3 separate regions of the Gossypium hirsutum genome follow, and all the other regions are linked to region 2. A link is a contact called in public Hi-C data. All regions are on one chromosome and are shown on one strand. The core of a region is the stretch at or near the end of the contact, and the rest is flanking DNA. Distances in the headings are between cores, read along the strand shown. Region 1 holds the start of LOC107922329 (peptidyl-prolyl cis-trans isomerase). Region 2 holds the start of LOC107921026 (TSET complex member tstD). Region 3 holds the start of LOC107921184 (translocon-associated protein subunit alpha).

The links. Hi-C and Micro-C count contacts between places; a contact is called where the count stands out from the background.
Region 1: a contact with region 2 is called in a Hi-C map of leaf, with 2.7 times the contacts expected there. The contact joins the promoter of LOC107922329 here to the promoter of LOC107921026 in region 2. A contact is called at or near these places in 15 of 34 Hi-C or Micro-C datasets (anther, callus, fibers and 3 more).
Region 3: a Hi-C map of leaf shows a contact between it and region 2, with 1.7 times the contacts expected there. The contact joins the promoter of LOC107921184 here to the promoter of LOC107921026 in region 2. A contact is called at or near these places in 2 of 34 Hi-C or Micro-C datasets (leaf and seedling).

The regions. Positions count from the first base shown.
Region 1 is chrD01:53,986,446-53,989,145 of Gossypium_hirsutum_v2.1, forward strand. LOC107922329 (peptidyl-prolyl cis-trans isomerase) reads left to right here and starts at 1,405. Exons shown (of 1, transcript XM_016852317.2): 1 at 1,405-2,465. The coding sequence starts at 1,761. The coding sequence ends at 2,282.
Region 2 is chrD01:54,152,994-54,155,693 of Gossypium_hirsutum_v2.1, forward strand. It overlaps LOC107921026 (TSET complex member tstD), which reads left to right and starts at 1,281. Exons shown (of 5, transcript XM_016850878.2): 1 at 1,281-1,475. The coding sequence starts at 1,423.
Region 3 is chrD01:53,951,185-53,953,884 of Gossypium_hirsutum_v2.1, forward strand. It overlaps LOC107921184 (translocon-associated protein subunit alpha), which reads left to right and starts at 1,333. Exons shown (of 8, transcript XR_005909520.1): 1 at 1,333-2,313; 2 at 2,409-2,455; 3 at 2,640-2,700.

The sequences.
Region 1 (2,700 bases), core at 155-2,654, 170 kb before region 2:
AATTCTGCTTAACCAATCACATATTTTACTTTATGCTAACGCCCTTTCCCAAGCAAAAGCAGCAGAGCAGAGCATAAAGGGTGGTTGGAGGGACACCATAGGTTTCATCGAGAAGCTAACTGCAATATTATAATAATATATGCTTTTTTTTTTTTGCAGACACGAGATGCTAAAATAAGCTTTGTGAGGCAGGGGGTCCGCTATTACTAGAATAAATTGAACCATAGAACATAATTTTAATTGGTTTAATAATAAATGTAATCCACAAATTTATAAAATTTATCAATTTAATCTTAATTTCATAAATTCATCTCACCATATTTGTGTAATTGCGTAAATATTGATGTTAAATTTATTAAGTATTTTAGAATTAAAGTCAATATAAAAAAATATATGTAAATATTAAAAGTTAAATTTATTATCATACTAATTAAAATTATATATAATTAATGAAAGGCCGTGATTAATTATTACTTTTAAATTTAATAAAGATTAAATTTAATGATCAATTTACTTATTTTAAAAATTAAAGAACTGAAAAGGACTAGATTTGTACCTACCTAGCATGCTCCATGTCTGAAGCAGTGTCGCTCTCTCTCTCTAAAGTCTAAATCAGTCTTTTTGAGTTTTAACTTATTATTTATGAAAATAAGCCGCATCATTTAAAAAAACAAAGAAAGGAAAATAAGCGGAAAAGTGGCCTCCCGCTGCCCCGCATCTCATCTCATACCTTGTGAATTTTTTTATTATTAGTAAACCTGCGGGATTGCTGCCTCAACTACAAGTCTACAACCCCATTTTCTTAGTTTTCTCTTAGCTTTTTTTTCTTAAATACACTCCACATTTGGATCATGTATGCTATGGTTTTTTTATTGATATAAAACATAAACATAATACAAATGATTAAAAATTAAAATTTTAAATTTTAAATTTAAATATAATGTTAATAAATTTCATTTTATTTTTCTACTGACCTAAGAATATTAATTATAAATTTATCCTTTTATTTTATAAAAAAAATTCATAATCTAATCTACTAAAACTTAGGCCAATTAGATAATATTGTTAATCATTATCGACCTATAGATAAGTAATTTAATAATTTATATGCAAACAGCTAATAGAAGTTAGCAGTCATATGTAATAAATTAGCAAAAATCAAATTTACATAACATGGACGGTGCCAAGAGGACTAGTAAGTGCCCAGACTCTCTTAAAATAAAAAAAAATTATTATTTCAATCCCTTAAAAATTTTAAAATTATAAATTATTTTAATTGTAAAAATACATTTAAGAAAAAAAGCGTATGCGATTTAAAATTTTAGAATTTAATTTTGACATCTGAGAAATAAAATATAGAGAGGAATATCTCAAATTTGGAGAAAATAGTATAGGTATAAAAGAAAGGGTTTTTGTTCGATGGACTGTGATAAAAATGAGAAGGCCCACCAAAAGTAAAATTAAACTCGTACAGTACTAGCTACTACTTTACTAATCCGTGAATACCGACAAAAAGCATATGCCGCCAAGCCAAAGGGCCCCTCGGTTACCAAATGGACTAACTCTAGTTGAACCTATACCTTACGCTGGTTAATATTTACCCGTCGCGATCAATCCACGTTTCCATCTCTCAACGGTCCAGATCCCTCTCCTTTCTATATAAAAACTCCTCTCTCTCCGTTCAAACCCTATACCTACTCATTGAAGCAGAAAATATCACAAATCTTCTTCTCCTTCTCAGAAATCTTAGTATCATCACTATGGCCTCAAATCCCAAGGTCTTCTTTGACATGACGATCGGTGGTCAGCCCGCTGGTCGGATTGTGATGGAGCTTTTCGCAGATTGCACTCCTCGCACTGCGGAGAACTTCCGTGCCCTCTGTACTGGCGAGAAAGGCGTCGGCCGCAGCGGTAAGCCCCTCCACTACAAAAGCTCTTCTTTCCATCGTGTGATCCCTAACTTTATGTGCCAAGGAGGTGACTTCACCGCCGGAAACGGTACCGGAGGTGAATCCATCTACGGATCAAAGTTCGCTGACGAGAACTTCATCAAGAAGCACACTGGTCCCGGTATTCTCTCAATGGCTAACGCTGGACCGGGAACTAACGGATCTCAGTTCTTCATTTGCACGGCTAAGACTGAGTGGCTCGACGGAAAGCACGTTGTGTTTGGACAAGTTGTTGAAGGCATGGATGTGGTGAAAGCCATTGAGAAAGTTGGGTCTAGCAGTGGAAGAACTTCCAAGCCCGTTGTTGTCGCTGACTGCGGACAGCTCTCTTAGAGAAGAAAAAGAGAACTATGTGTTAAGCTGGGATGTTGTCTAATGTCTAGAATATTTAATGTCTGTCATTTAGACTCTTTTATGGTGCTGTTTTTATCGTCACTGGGTTTGGTGGTTTTCAAGAACTTGCTTTATGTAGTTTTTATGATTAACTACCATTAAATAAGATACTCTTTTTCATCATCATAATAATCTCTGTCTACCTGTGTTTTTAATTTTTGGCAATGGCTTCTTCTCGGCAGTAGAAACCTCACCCACTGGCCGCTCCGTGCGGTGTAATCAAAAGCATTGGTATTTAGTCATCGGTGGTGTAAATTGTTTAGACCTAGTCAATTGTGGAAATGGATTTTTAAAATAAAGATATTTTTGCAGATAAACTTAAGAAGATGAAGACAAAATATCCAAATAATCTCATGGG
Region 2 (2,700 bases), core at 31-2,530:
GCTACCCACACCAAAGCAAGGGTCGAGGAAGAAGATATTAGAAAGCAATGAATAAGAGTAATCTGATGAGCTCCATCACCAGCTCTTATCTCATGGATGGAAAGGTTGTCAGCATTTTAAAAAAAAAATTAAACTGATACGATTAACATGTCAGGCGACATAAAAAAATTATTTTATTTGTATTTGTATATTATTTGTTCGGTATTTTAAGAAATATATATTTTTAAAATAAAAATCAATGCTGTCAATGCATTAAACGACACCATATAAATTTTTTCCCTCGAAAATAATTGGCATATGAATGTTACTTTAAAACAAACATCTCATTTTCATAATTAATCTATGTTTTATACCATTTTTTTATTATTTAGTTATTTTACCCAAATGATCCAAAAAAATAATTAATTAAAAAAATGACCGATGTTAAAAAACAATCACCTAAATAACCTAAAATAAATAATAAACTTGGGTAAGGGGGACTTAATTGCCGACGCCACTTAAATTTTTGACACAATTATTGCCTAATGATTGTGTCAGGGGTTAAAAAAAATATTTTTTAGGGTACTGGACACTAGATGGTCGGAACTATGTATTTTTTTTTCAAATCGTAGCATATCGGTATACATTTATACCGATATTTAAAAAAAATTGAGTGCTGGACAGTAAATGGCAGACACTACTTTTTTTTATAACTTTTTTTTTTGTGTTGGCACACTGATGGCCAACACCCACTTTTTTGGGAACCACAAATTTTTTTTTTAGTGCTAGGACAGTGATGATCAACACCCTTATACTAAATTTTAAAAAAAAATTTGGGGTGATGGTACATTGATGGTTGACACCCTTTTTGTTTATATATATGAAAGCTCCACTACAACAAATTAAGCCTTTAGCGGCATTTTTCGTACGTTTGGAGCGAAAACGCCGCAAAGGTTGAACTTTTAACCGTATTTGTATTAAAAAATGCCACAAATATATACCATTAGTGACTGTTGGTGACTCCGGGCACTTGTTCAATTTTCTGCCCTACCGTGCCATCGTGCCATGTTTCATGGACCAAACATTCGGCTTCTTGTATTTGTTTTGGGCCAACAGCAAAATTTTCAGTTAAAAACACTAAGTCACTACTAAACGAAAAACACTGCAATAAGTCATTCTATAACGGCGTTTGTAGAAATAGTGCCGCAAAAGGTCAAGAAATAGTAGCGATTTTCCCTAAATGCCACTAAAGGTATAACAACAATACAAAACTCATCCAACCCGACATCTGATCCGACCCGAACTAAACGTAAAATAAAGAAAGGAAAATGGGAAAGAAAACGACGATTGACGACACAGAACAAAGCAGGAGTAACTTAGCTGATCTCCGTCTCCCTACCTCAAGAGAAAAAGGGAGTATCTGAGAGAGGGAGATTCATCGCCATGATTCTCGCGGTGTTATTCGCCAACTCTAAAGGCAACATCTTAGTTGAACGGTACGTCTACCCCTCCATTTTCTCCCATCCCATCCCATCTTATGCTTTGATTTCTTTTGCTGATTTTTCCAATTATGCTCTTTATCGCTTCTAGTTTGTTGAATTAGTTGAATCTTTTTTGTATAGATGTTAATGGGTCTTTTTTTTATGGAAATCGAATAATTTTATTCTACTTTCTGGATGGGATTTGATTTGGTAGAAATTGGAAATGGATGATGTTTGGCAAACACATGATCTGTTGTGGCTGTTCATGATCTATGGAATTGGAAATGGGATTTTATTTCTTTTTGATAACATAATTGAGCATTACCTCAAGGATTATGTTTTATGTCAAAGATCTGGTTATGTTTGTTCAAAACTGTGTTTTGTTATAAAATTTAAAATTCAAAATTCAAAATTCAAAATTTTTTTGTTTAATGCCATGGAAAATTAGATTTTTTTTTTTTTGAAATATTGAATGAACCATTTCATTTCATGAACACAATTTGCTCTACATTTTCTTTCAAAATTTCTCTCAATTCTTTCAATAATTTTTTTAAGCTTTTGATTCTTATCAATCAATCTTGAAAAGTTTATTTCTAGCAAGATTTTCTATGTTTTTAAGATCAAAACATGATTTTCCATATTTTTTCTATTTTTGTAAGAATATGGAAAAGAAGGGAGATCGATTTCTTGATTGTTCTTGACTTTGATTTTTGGAAAATCCAACTAGGCAATGATGATGTAACTTAATTTAATGATTTTCTATCCATGAAACTTAATTTCCAATGATTTCCTCATTTTTAAAACTATGCTCATGTTTGTTGGGTTAGAGAGAGTCAAGATTTCTAAGATTTCTTGTTGTTTTCCAAGTTAGATTTACCATGCTAATTAGATTTCTTGTTGTCTAAGTGAGGAAAATTTGAGTTTTCAACAGAGAATTCAATGTTTGTAGGTTAGTTTTAAGTTCTTAAGTATGAATATAAGGTTAGATTTGAGTTATGGTAAGTTTCGATTTGAATTCTTGAAAGTGGGCATTGAAGTGAGAAAGTGTACAGCTAAATCGCATTGCATGATTTTGTTGAATTTTAAAGGTTTTGATGGTTGTGATTTTGTTGATCTGTTCTAACATGATTGAACTATGTCAAACGCTTGCATCTGCCATTAGCACAGAATTGTTAGTTAATTGCTCAAGTCTTGCATGGACTGCAATGAGCACAGCATTCATTTTTAGTTCTATTGTAAA
Region 3 (2,700 bases), core at 83-2,582, 200 kb before region 2:
ATGGTGGGCAGACTCCCTTACTTGCGTCGAGAATTGTTTTCGCATTTTCATTCCAGTTCTATTGGAGGGCACTCGGGGGTGCATGTCACCAGGAAAAGAATCTCTAGTCAGTTGTACTGGAAGGGACTAACAAAGGATGTTAAGCAATGGATCCGGGAATGCTTAGTATGTCAAAAGTGCAAGGGAGAATCAGTGGCGTCTCCTGGTCTGTTACAGCCCCTACCGATACCTGAGAGAGCTTGGTCGGTGATCAGCATGGATTTTATAGAAGGGTTACCAACTTCCAATAAGAAGAACTCCATTCTTGTAGTGGTTGACCATCTCACCAAATATGGTCACTTCTTGGCGTTGAGTCATCCATATACGGCAAAGGAAGTAGCTCAAGAATACTTGAATCACGTTTATAAATTGCACGACATGCCTAAATCTATAATCTCTGACAGGGATAGAATTTTCACTAGTAGTTTTTGGCAGGAGCTATTTAGGCAATCGAGAACTAAGCTTTTGTTGTCGACGGCCTACCATCCACAAACTGACGGTCAGACGAAAGTCCTAAATCGTTGTTGGGAAAATTATATGCGGTGTATGACTGGGGAAACTCCAGCGCAGTGGGTTTATTGGTTGCCTTTAGCCGAATGGTGGTATAACACATCTTATCACTCCTCTATCCAGCTTACGCCGTATGAAGCACTGTATAGGCATCCTCCTCCTACTCACATGCCATATTTGGCCGGGGCTTCATCCGTAGCTGTGGTGGATCGCAGTCTACAAACAAGAGAAGTTGCTCGGAGATTACTCCATTTTTGTCTTAAGAAAGCCCAAGCACGTATGAAACAAATGGCAGACAGAGACCGATCGGAACGCAGTTTCCAGGTTGGCGACTTGGTTTACTTACGCTTACAACCGTACAGGCAACAATCCATTAGGAAGGTCTCTAATCAGAAATTATCTCCGAAGTATTACGGCCCTTTTCCGGTAATCAAGAAAGTGGGAATAGTGGCTTATACTTTGCAGCTTCCCCAGAATTCAAGGATTCATCCGACTTTCCATGTATCTCAGTTGAAGAAACATGTTGGATTGGCTCCAGTTCAGGCTCACTTACCCCTGGTGGATGATCATGGTGCCTTAGAAAAAGTGCCAATTCGCATTGCGGACCGGAGGATAGTTAAGAAAGGGGACCAAGCAGTAACTGAGGTATTAGTGGAGTGGGCTAATTCCTTCCCTGAAGATGCAACTTGGGAGTCCTTCACTGCATTCCAGAACAGATTTCCAAAATTTCGGCCTTGAGGACAAGGCTGTTCTTTCAGCAAGGGAGTATTGTTACGAGCTAATAAATTAGCAGGATTTTTAGCTTAAGTGATACGGGGCGTTTTGGCCTGTTAGTGATACGGGGCGTTTTGTGTCTAACAGAACAATCCACATCAGCACGTTGTAATTCTTTTAAATGTTGCATGTTTTGCATGGCAGCTATTATCAAGGAAAATACCAGTACTCAATCTGTGATCTCCCTTCTTCTCTCTTTATACTCTTTTCTTCCTCTTCTTCTTCTCCCAATTTCTCTGCTCGATTTTAGTTCTTAACACAGATCTAAATCTATTATCCTCTTTGATTAAACATTAAATAGCTATTTCTGCTTACCTATCGCCGACTCTGGATCTTACTTTTGGATTTTCCTCTTGCATTCTTACGTCCCATTGTTTTGATCTAAATTGATTTTCTTTTCTTTTGATTCATGATTCGATAAGTGTGAATTTGGCGTGATTTCTTTGTTTTCTAAATCTTGGTTGCATTGCATGCCCTTGACATTTCATTTTCATTTGATTTCTTTTTCAGAAAACAGACAAGCTTGGCCATCGTTTTTTTACCTTTTCTACCGATACTTTAGTGGTTATTTAGCTTTCTTTTTTGCGCTAAGAAAAGGCAACGAAAAGCGTTCTTGTCAAGCACTTCTCTTTTTTGGCTAAAATGCTTGTCAACTACTTTGATGCTCTTTTCTGTAACATTCTTGAAGTAGTATTTCCAGAGTTGAATTTGTTTGTTGCATTTTTTTTGTTTACCTTTTGTTGATCATAAATTAATAAATAGATAATTAAATTGTCAATATGGTTTTAAATTATGTTGTGACTTGAATTTTTTTCTTTTGTGTGATAGTTGCTAGGTGTCAATCAGAAGCAGACGTAGATGTTGCTGAAGCTGTTGAAGGAGGCGAGCTTGGGATTGTTGGCGAGGATTTTCAGGATTTTGGTGATGGGAATTTTGGCCCAGCGCCGGGAGTTGAAACTGTATGCGTTTTCCTCAAAACTAGTGCGAAATGTAAGAACATTTCGATGTATGATTTTGTTAGTGATGTGCATTTTTATTTGATTGGAAATGGTTAACCTCTTCCCCCCCCCCCCCTCTCTTGGCAGTGGTTGTGGCTGGAGAAGAGACTGAACTTTTAGTTGGGATGGAAAATGTTGGTAATTAGTTTTATTTCACAACATTACTGGCTCCTTTTACAATGCAATTTGATGTTATGTGTTCAAATAAGTTAATTTATCTGTCCTTGTTCAGTTCATTTGCTAGATTTCAATGCTTACCAGTTTTGCATTAGCCATGCCAGTCCTCTCTTATGCTTAGCTTACTTTTTAAAATTGCAGGGGGTCACCTTTAAATATCATTGCAATCCAAGCAAGTGTTCATCTCCCTTTTGATCATCGA